2 separate regions of the Sus scrofa genome follow, and region 2 is linked to region 1. The links are chromatin contacts, called in public Hi-C maps. All regions are on one chromosome and are shown on one strand. The core of a region is the stretch at or near the end of the contact, and the rest is flanking DNA. Distances in the headings are between cores, read along the strand shown. Region 1 holds the start of LOC100518170 (protein FAM127). Region 2 holds the start of ZNF449 (zinc finger protein 449).

Region 1 (4,891 bases), core at 1,187-3,686:
TTCTGGAACAATAACCCAAATTAAAAATGAGGCAGGAGTTCCTTTGGGGCTCATCAATTAACGAACCCGACTAGGAACCATAAGGTTACAGGTTTAATCCCTGGCCTGGTTCAGTGGGTTAAGGATCCGGCGTTGCCATGAGCTGTGGTGTGGGTCACAGACGCGCCTTGGATCTCGTGTTGCTGTGGCTGTGGTTTAGGCTGGCGTCTACTGCTCTGATTCCACCCATAGCCCGGGAACCTCCATATGCCACGGGGGCAGCCCTAAAAAGCAAAAAAAAGAAAAAGAAAAAACCCCCACAAAAATCAAAAAAGAGGCAGAGCTGATTCCATGGCCTTTTAACATCACACCAGAGTGGGGCCCTATAAGCCCATCTGAGCATCATTTGACTATAAGGCAATTGACCTTTCCCAGCCAAAATAAAGCAGCAGAGGCTTTTATTCAGAGTAGCGATATAATGGTTAGCATGAAGGGAAACAGGATGGAATAACATTTTTTGCTTTTCTGCCCATTGGAGCAAGTTGTCATTTTACTGTCCTGCAGGCCATCAGCCGGGTCTTTACCTAGATTGACAAGAGCAGTTCTGCACTCCCTTCTCCTCCACTTCACAACCAAGCCTCCATAGAGGCATTTTTCTGAACCACCTGTCATTCCGCTGCTTCCCTGAATAATGGATTAAATAAAACCCTGACAGGTGTTCCCCAACAAACGTGTGGGATGCCTGATTTGTAAAAATTAGGTATTGTGCTCTCAGGCAGCGTTTTGGAAATGAGGGGATCTTTCCCCAAAGCCCCTAGCTGCCCTCTCCTTGCACCGCCTTGGCCAAAACCAGATCAAGAGCCATTTCCCAAGGGGGCACGGAACTGACCGCTGTGCAAGAGTCAGCACCCCGCAGTGAATGACGCCCCCGCGCACGCGCACGCGCGCGTGGGGGTCTCCATCCCCGGGACCACCACGAGTCCAGGGCTTCTGCCTGGTGATGCAAGACTCAGCAGGAGCCACACAAGGGCGGGGGCGGGACACACCTTCTGAGCAAGCCACGGGCCCCACTTACTGGACCAGGGAGGGAGAGGTGCCCTAGTCACTGAGACTCAATTCCTTTTTGAACAGCGTCTGACATTTATTGAAAATCAGGAAAAGACGTTTGTCCAGGTAGTGTAGAAGAGCTGGGCAGAGTGCTGGGGTTACTGTGTTGGACAAAAGGCACACGTCAGAGAGACAGCTGCACATTCAGAAGAGAACTGGATTCTGGGCGAAACTAACAGGTCCACAGGAGACAATGAGTGACTCGACGTGGCTGCCAGGCACCCCCGGGACCTGGCAGCCTCCTGGCAGGAGCAGGAGCAGGAGCGGGAGCGGGAGCGGGAGCGGGAGCAGGAGCAGGAGATGTCTCTGGGAGTAGGGAGGGAGTGGGCCCCGCTGACGGTGAAAGGCTGGCCGGCCCCTCCGCGGCGGTGGAGAGCTGTTGCAATCATCGTCTCGGGGGGCAGTGAGCGGCTCAGGCACCCCACCCCCCGGGGGGTGGTGGTGAGTCCAGATCCCCGAAGGCTGCAGGGCGTCGGCGGGAGCGATGCGGTGGACGGTGGGGGCACGGCAGCGGCAGCGCAGGTCTCTGGGCACCCGGATGCCGGCCTGGGAGTCCGGCCAGGCGCCGGCGGTCGGCGGGCGCCGGGCTGCAGGTGGTCCGTCCCGCGTGTAACAGGAGCCCGGCTTGCAGCTGGAGCGCAGGACCGGGTCCAAGGGTGCACGGGAGGGGCCGGGCCGGCCCGAGAGGGCGGCGGCCGGTCCGCACCAGGCCTGGAGGCGGCGGAGGCGGCGGGAACCTGGAGCGCTATTCCTGGAACAAAGGCAAGCACGACGCGGGAGGGGACACGAGCGCGCGGGGAGAGCGCGGCCACCCGAAGGTGAGGGACGCGGGAGGCGCGGCGGGAGGGCGCCCGCGGCGGTCTGCGCGGCTGGGCGACGGGCAGAGCGGACCCTCCCGCGGGCACCCGCCCCCGGGCCCGAGGGGCTCCCGGCCTAGAAGTCCTCGTCCTCCACCCATCCAAAGACCCGCTTCATCTCGGCCAGGAAGCCCCGGTAATCGTTGAGGAGGGGGCTCTGCTTCCTGATGTAGGGGATCACCCACTGCAGGGCCGGCCCGGTGAGGCGGGTGATGAGGAACGTCACCTTCAGGCTGTCGTTGGAGAACAGGGTCTCGTCCACGAGCATGTAGGCGCCCGTCTGCACGATAAACTCCGGGAGCCGGTCGGTGTCGCCGTCAAACGTCTCGGGGAAGGGGATCGGGTTCCTCCACCGACGCGTCTGGGGCCGGATGGGTAAGGCCAGGAGGGCCTTGATCAGCTGCACCCGGCCGTCCATCGCGCCTCGCTCGCCTGGCTGGGCTGCAGGGGCCTCTCGGCGAGGTGGGCGAGGAGGCGGGGCGGGAAGTGCGTGTGCGGGGAGGCGGGGCGGGCCCGGCGGGGCGGGCGGGGCCGTGGGCGGTGCTCGGCGCGGGCGGGCCCCGCCCACAGTGCCTGGCGTCACGTAGTGCGCAGGCGCAACTTTGAGGCCGCCGTTAGGAGGGCGGGACGGGGCCAAAAAGGTGAATGGGGGCGGAGCTAAGGTCCGCTCGAGGAGGCGGGGTCAGAATCACGGGGCGGGGCCGAAGTTTCCTGAGGCCGGATGTAGGAGTCTTAAGCGGTGGGGGATCCACGAACCTGGCGGGTGGTTTGCAGTGCGCAGGCGTAACACGAGGGGTCGCGCTAGGTTCGGAGTGGACTGTCCCTTCCCTGCACAGGAAAGAGAAAGGGGGAGTGGGTAGTAGCCACTCAAGGGGTGTGGTGGAAGCGGGAGGGGCGGGGCCAAAGTTTCCCTTGGCAGGAGGCGGATGAGAGGCGGGGGCCAGGGGAGGGGCCCAGGACTCAATGCTCCTGATTAGGCAAGAGCTGGCAGCTGGTGGAGAGCTGAGTCCCTTTTCTAGAAGTAGAGTCCTACCTTTTCCTCCCCTCTCCCCTAGTGTATCCTTTGCAGACCCTCGGACCTGGACACCGTTTGGTGCGCTTCTGTGGGCACATTCCCCTACTGATTCATGCATCTGTCAACTGAAGTATCACGCCGCTGGTTGTAGGTATGGTTGTCTTGCACCATCATGGGAAACCCCAGCTATTAGTGGGCATAATTCAGAGAAGCATATTCATAGAGTAATGCACCATGACAAGTGAACTTAAAGAGGGTTAAATGATAAGAAATCTCTTAATTTGGTATATTATGGTACCGAAGTAGACTATTAGTATAGAAACTGAAAGACAAAAGTGAGAGGTGTTGGATGTTTTCTAAGTATGACATTATACATCTCCATACTTGAGAATAATGGAAAGAAATAACTAAGACATTAACCAATTGAAGAAGGGAAAACGAAGTATTACAGGTTATATTTGAATTCATTTGTATGGCTGAGTACAAAATTGATATAAATTCTTCACAGGCTTTCATATATGCAGAGAATAATCGGTTAAAATAGATAATGCTATTAATGACTTAATTCAGAAAAGCAGTTAAAAAGAAGTGGTTCCTAGGAATATACTTGAAAAATCATAAAATCCACTTAACATTTTTTTTGTCTTTTTTTTTTTTTGTCTTTTGTTGTTGTTGGTATTATTGTTGCTATTTCTTGGGCCGCTCCCGCGGCATATGGAGGTTCCCAGGCTAGGGGTATAATCGGAGCTGTAGCCACCGGCCTACGCCAGAGCCACAGCAACGCAGGATCCGAGCCGCATCTGCAACCTACACCACAGCTCACGGTAACGCCGGATCGTTAACCCACTGAGCAAGGGCAGGGATTGAACCTGCAACCTCATGGTTCCTAGTCGGATTCGTTAACCACTGCGCCACGACGGGAACTCCCCCACTTAACATTTTGAAATGCCAAATAGGGGATATAAAAGAATACTCAAGAGAACACAAATGCATACCCAGGTCTGAAATAGGGTGGCCCAGCATCTTAAAGATGTTGATTTTCCCTGTGTGAGGAGAGAAGAGGAGGTGGGACTTAGGTGCTGCCTCAGAGGGTGTACATGCTGCCTCAGTAGCTGGAGAAGCTGAAGGGTAGACCCAGCTGGAGGTGGTGGTGGTGGGGGGAGCTACAGAGCCAGCTGCTGCCCCAGCCCAACAAGGTGACAGCCAATTTGCCTCTACCTGCCTGAGTTGTTATAGTGCTTGGTGACACTGTGACCTTCAAGGGCAAACTATCTTTTATGGACCTAGCTAATCCAGAATTATTCACAAGTAAAAAAAATTCCAAGTATATGAAACACTAATTTTATGACACTGGATATCATGCAGTCAGGGTGAAGTTCCCTAAGGGTGAAAAAAACACTTAAAGCGAACCCTAGTGCTGCCTCAGCTTACTGTCAGGAGCAAACCTCCAGCCTGCCTGCTGGTCTATTTGTTGGCATTTGCTGGTATCACGTGGAAAGCAGATGTGAGAAATCCTCCAAGACTCCCAAAGCTGTCTCTTGGTTCTTGCCCTGTAGGTCCTACCTTTCTATTGAGGGTGTTTAACGCCTCCCTCCTGTTATATTTCTTTCCCCAGATCCAGGTCCCCTCCATCCAGACTTGACACCTCTGATTGCCACTTAGTCCCTCTGGGGAAGTTAGCATGGGAGGGTGACAGAGCCCTCCCAGGTCTGTGGATAGTGACAGCTCAGGGGGAAGCTGAGGGAAGATACCATTGGGCAGCCAATGGATCCAAGCATCCAAGCACATCTGAGTTGTGACAAAGATTCATTCCTAGCTTCACAGCACATGCTTGGGAAGGCCATCTGTTGCCACCTGTGGCTGGAGTAGGTGGAAATGGAACCTGGTTGGCAATAATACCCCAACTGTCACTGACCATCTGCTCATGTAACAC
Region 2 (4,891 bases), core at 975-3,474, 94 kb after region 1:
GCCTTGCCACTGCAGTGGCTCTGGTTACGGCTATAGGGCAGGTTGGATCCCTGGCCTGGTAACTTCCACATGCCACTGGCTTGGCTAAAAAAAAAGGAAAGAATTTCTCTCTTGTTAGCAGCTCCATCCTGCTGGTGTCACTGAGGCCACTGCAAAGCCTTCTCCCCCAGCTGCCCAGACAACTTCCTCCCCTGTCCCCTTATAGCTGGGGGCTCCTCTGGGGCGGAGGCCCGGTGGCTCATGCAGCCCAGGGCCAGGGCCTCCCTGAGTGTCCCTTGGCTCCAGCTTAAAACTCAGTGACTTCATGCTGTTTCCTGAGGCAAAGGCTCCTCCTCCAGAGCCCCCCTTTTCCCAGCAGGTCTCCTGACCCCCTTCCCTCCTTGCCAGACAGTGACCTTGGGGGTGGGGGGGGCTGAGGGCAGGGGCTGCCAAGCTTCAGGGCCAAGCAGTGTTTCTAAGTTCACCAGGAACTGAGACCCAGCTCTGCAGGGGGCACCAGACCGCTGACCCTAATTAACAGCGAACAGTTTTGTTAGTTTGTCAGAGAGGAGGTCGTGCTCTGCCGCCCAGGCCGGAAGGCAGTGGCCCTTCACAGGGGCGGGATGGCCGCGGATTAGCAGGGCTAATGACCTGGGCGGGCTCATCCTTGCAGGGCAACCTGGGGTCCCCGGCCTCTGGGAAGTACCCTGTCGATGCTGAACTCAGGGCCTGATCCGCAGAGCACACCACAGCCCAGACGTCCTGGGCTCAAGCGCTCCTCCGACCTCAGTGGAGGAGGAGCTGGGACCACCAGCCTGTGCCCCAGGGCGGCCAGCTCAGAGTTGTAGGCACTACACGCCAGCAGTGTGATCAAAAGGTACATGCTGGGAGTTCCTTGGTGGCCTAGTGGGTAAGGTTCTGGCATCACTGCTGCGGTGCAGGTTTGATCCCTGACCCGGGAACTTCTGCGTGCCTTGAACGTGGCCAAAAATAAAATACAATAAAATATAATACAATGCTTAGTGCCCATGTCTTTTTAAAAAAATGTACACGCTGCCCTCCTTTTAATCCTCAAAACAATCCCAGAAGCCATTTTACCAAAGGGGAAGTTGAAGCCCAAAGGGGAAAGTGACCTGCCCCAGGTCACGGGGTAGTGGACAGAGCCAGGATTCCAGCCCCTTTGATCCGAGCTGACACTGACTCTTGCAGCAGTGGCGCTGCCTCCCTGTGGAAACCCGCAGTCTTCACCTTCTGTGTGCGCCTGGGGGGAAATCGGGAGGATGAAGATTCCAGACTAAATTACAAAGTCACTTGCCCATGTAGGTCTACTCGGATCCCCGCCCCCCAGTCTCCCTCAGTCTGGCAAGTTCTCTCTGCGTGTACTTGAAAAGACTCCCAGCCTCTTGGTGAGATGTGTGTGTACAGCTTCTGCACCCTGCCGTGGATCTCCTGGGACAGAATGGTCAGGAGGCACCCCGACACCCGCAGCCCCAGGATCTGCTCCATGGTGCGCATCTCACAAGCCAAAGCCACCCACCCACCCACAGCAAAGCTCCAGAAGCTGCCTGCCTTGGTTTCTCAGAGACCAGCGGCAGAAGCCACAGAAGTGCAGATGAGAGGCCCCCACGCTGGGCCTTGCTTGGAGCTGCTGGCTCCAGGCGCAGAAGCCACTCTGGTTTCAAAATGAGGACTACATTTTGCTCCTGGAAGCCAGGGTCAAATGCCGACCACCTTGGCCCAGAAACCAGCCATGACAGCTGTGAAAGGCGCCTGGCGCCCCATGAGACAATACACAGAATCCGCAGGAGTCAGGGTGCCCGTGGGTCCATGTCGCAGTCCATGAGCCCAGCTCCAGCCCAAGCGGAGCTATTTCAAGGACTTTGGCCTCTGTGGATTCAGGACTATGGGGCCCCTGCCCCTGATCTCGCTTCCACTAGGGCCTCTGGGAGGCACAATCGCCTGCAGCTCTTCCCGCTCTTTCTTGGACCAACACTAAAGTTTGGCGTCCAAAGACTAAAACAGAAAAACAAAACTATCTCAGGACCAATGTGAGGACTACATCTCCCGAATGACACCATCGCCTCTCTCCTGGTCACAATTCACGGCTGAGTTGGAAAGGGACCACGCAGAAGCGAAATTTGCGGGGACGAGACCAGAGGGGAATCCACTATAAGAGGCGGGGCCATTTGGGCACCGTCAAAGCCGCGAGCGCCCTCTGGTGGCGGCCGAAAGGAGCGAGGAATGCACGAGATCGCTTCATTGAAGGTAGGCTCTTTAAGAAAACACGAGGTACTCAAAAAAGCATGAGCTATTCAAGGCCACTGTGACCCGCGAGCTGAAGGTGAGCGTCAATATTCCAAGAAGGCTTATTAAGTGCGAATCCTGGAGCTCATGCGAGAGTCAATGCGTACGGATGTCCAGAAATCTGAATTTTTAAAAGGTTTTCGCAAGAAATTCTTCTTACGGAGAGGAGTTTGACAATCACTGATGCAGTGGTAACAGATTTAAGGAGTTTCCCCGCTGCTCCAGTTACTCCAGGGATGATGGGAGAGAAGCCCTCGCTAGGATCGAGAACCGGGGCGCAACCCACCCAATCCCCTGGAATTTAAAGGCGCTTAAGACCGGAAGTGGGATCGCTTCCAAAGAGGCCTCCGGCCTGGCAGAGGCCAAGGAAAATCCCAGCCCCTCCCGCGTCAGCGCCTTTGGGGCCGAGATCCCTGGGCGAGTGACGTGGAGCTTGCCGGGAGTTGTAGTCCTCAGCGCGGCCGCGCGCCTGCGCCCTGGGCAGCTGCCCCCGGTGAGCCTGGGAGAGCCGTGGGCGCTGAGGCGGTGAGTCCCGGAGCGGCCAGAGGGCGTGGCCGTCCCTGGGGCGCGGGCGCGGGGAGCGGGGCTCCCATCCCGCTCCGGCTGCGCGAACCCGCCGCCTGCAGCCCCGATCCGGCCGAGGGCGCGGGGAGGAGCGCCGGGCGGCGGGCCCCTGGCCAGCCCGGGTCCCCGCCGCCGCTCCCGGCCACCCGGCCGGGCCTTCCCGGGCTGCTCCGGGGCCGGGAGCGCCCCCCTGGGCGGCGGGACCTCCTCCCCGGGGAGCGCGCTGGGGCCGCGCCGCGGGCATCGGGTTTCCCACCGGCTTGTGGACTTGCCCCCCGTGCCTTTCCCCTCGCCCTCTCCGGACACAGCTCTTCCTGCACGGGCCCTGTGGGCCCGGGGTCATTTCGGGAGGGTTTGCGGAGAAGCCAGGAGCCCCTGGGTGGAGGGAAGCTTTCCTCCGGAAGGGCCGCGGGGCGTGGAGGGGGGCAACCCGGAGGGTCAGTTCCCTGGCCGACGCGGTGGCAGGCTGGGGACCGTCCAGGGAGGGCTGCCCCGCGGGGAGGCTGGAGCGCAGGAAAGGCGGGTCCAGAGCCCCGAGCGGCGTGGTCCCTGCACGCCCCCCAGCGACGGTTAGGTGCCTGTGGGGGGCTGGTGGGGCGGGGCGGGGCGGGGTGGATCGAAGCTCCCTAGGGAACGACCTTTCCTGAGCACCTCCTCGGTGCCAGGCACCCTGCTGTTCCTGTCCAGGCAGTGGGATTCGCCCGCAGGTCCTTCTGTGAAGGAGATGCTGGGATTGTTGGCAGGTTACAGACAGAAGCCCTGGGTGCCAGGGGCCCAGAGCTAGCAGGTGATCGCTAGGTGGTCTGCCGCCAAAGCCCAGGCTACCCTCCGGATAAAGGGTGCCATGGGGACAGTGTCCACTGGGGCGAGGCGGGTGGGATGCTGGGTATGTTTCCGTTGTCCCACTACAAGGAAGAGGACGGGTACAGGGCATCTGGGCCCCTGCGGACAGAGAGGAGCCCTGGCACTGGGCGGGGCCCAGCGTTGAGACCTGCGGGGACAGGCATGGGATGGCCTGTGTGACCTCGGAGATGGCGCTAAGGGCATGTGGGTGTTTTGAGACCTGAGCTGTGCAGGAGTCTCTCGATTCTAACTTCCCGACCACCTCCCTCTGGCGTTTGCTCTGTGGCTTGGGACAAGTGATTCAAGTCCTCCTAAGCCCCAGCTCGGTGCCCTCCTCTGTGTTCCGGGCGCAGTCTGAGAGCCCACCTCCTGACGATGGATGAGGGCGAAAGGAACTCCCGTGCGGGAGGCTCAGACAGTACCTGGCACAAAGCGTGACGCGTGTGATAAATGTCCATGGGTGTTAGGGCAGACCCAACGCCCGCTGACCTGCCCTGTTGCCGTGTCGTTTTCTCGTGAGCAAGTCACTTAGAATGCTGTTGCGGGGCGAGGGGCCCGGTGGTGTTGGCTGAGCTGGCGGTGACCTCCAGGGGAGCGGACTGAGAGGGGTTGGTGGTTTGCTGTCTTTGCAAGGCGTGGGTGGCTCCGGCTAGGATGCCCTTGGCTGAAGGTGGAGGGGGCTGGGGCGACTCAAAGGTAGATGGACTTTCAGGGTTCTTTGCCATCGTGAGTATTGCGCCCCCATTTCTTTTGTGGCCTAGCTCTATGCAGAAACACAGGACCGTTGGAATTAGGCTGAGAGTGGGTTTCAAAGCCAGCACATCTGCAGGGGCTTATCTAAGGCAAGGGGGTTTAGCCTTGGTCGGGGGGGGGGGGGGGGCGAAATTCTGGAACAGAGCTGTCCAGTAGAAGCCTCTGTTCTGATGGCCGCTGAGTACTTGAAATGTGGCCGGGCGCTGAGGTTTTAGTTTTAATAAATTTTGACTTGTGTCCTCGAGAGCCTAGCGGCTCCCATGGTGGACAGCACAGTTCTGGAGGGTCCACGGATGGGCTTGGACGTTTTGTAAACGTTTGGGAAGTTGGGTGCAGAAGTGGATGTCTACCGTATTCTCCTGAAGTGAAGCCATGGCTTCCACCAGATTCTGAAAGCCGCCAAAAAGATTATAAACTGCTGTTTTGGGGCTTTGGAGAAAAGTGAGCG

The links. Hi-C and Micro-C count contacts between places; a contact is called where the count stands out from the background.
Region 2: a Hi-C map of liver shows a contact between it and region 1, with 7 times the contacts expected there. The contact joins the promoter of ZNF449 here to the promoter of LOC100518170 in region 1. A contact is called at or near these places in 10 of 47 Hi-C or Micro-C datasets (epiblast stem cells, fetal heart ventricle, heart right ventricle and 6 more) and 1 of 2 datasets of contacts at active chromatin or transcription factors (alveolar macrophages).

Annotation. Positions count from the first base shown.
Region 1 is chrX:110,832,152-110,837,042 of Sscrofa11.1, forward strand. LOC100518170 (protein FAM127) reads right to left here and starts at 2,437. Exons shown (of 1, transcript XM_021080821.1): 1 at 1,096-2,437. The coding sequence starts at 2,361. The coding sequence ends at 2,020. LOC102157543 (a long non-coding RNA gene) reads left to right here and starts at 2,798. Exons shown (of 3, transcript XR_002340885.1): 1 at 2,798-3,109.
Region 2 is chrX:110,925,944-110,930,834 of Sscrofa11.1, forward strand. It overlaps ZNF449 (zinc finger protein 449), which reads left to right and starts at 2,225. Exons shown (of 5, transcript XM_021080814.1): 1 at 2,225-2,320.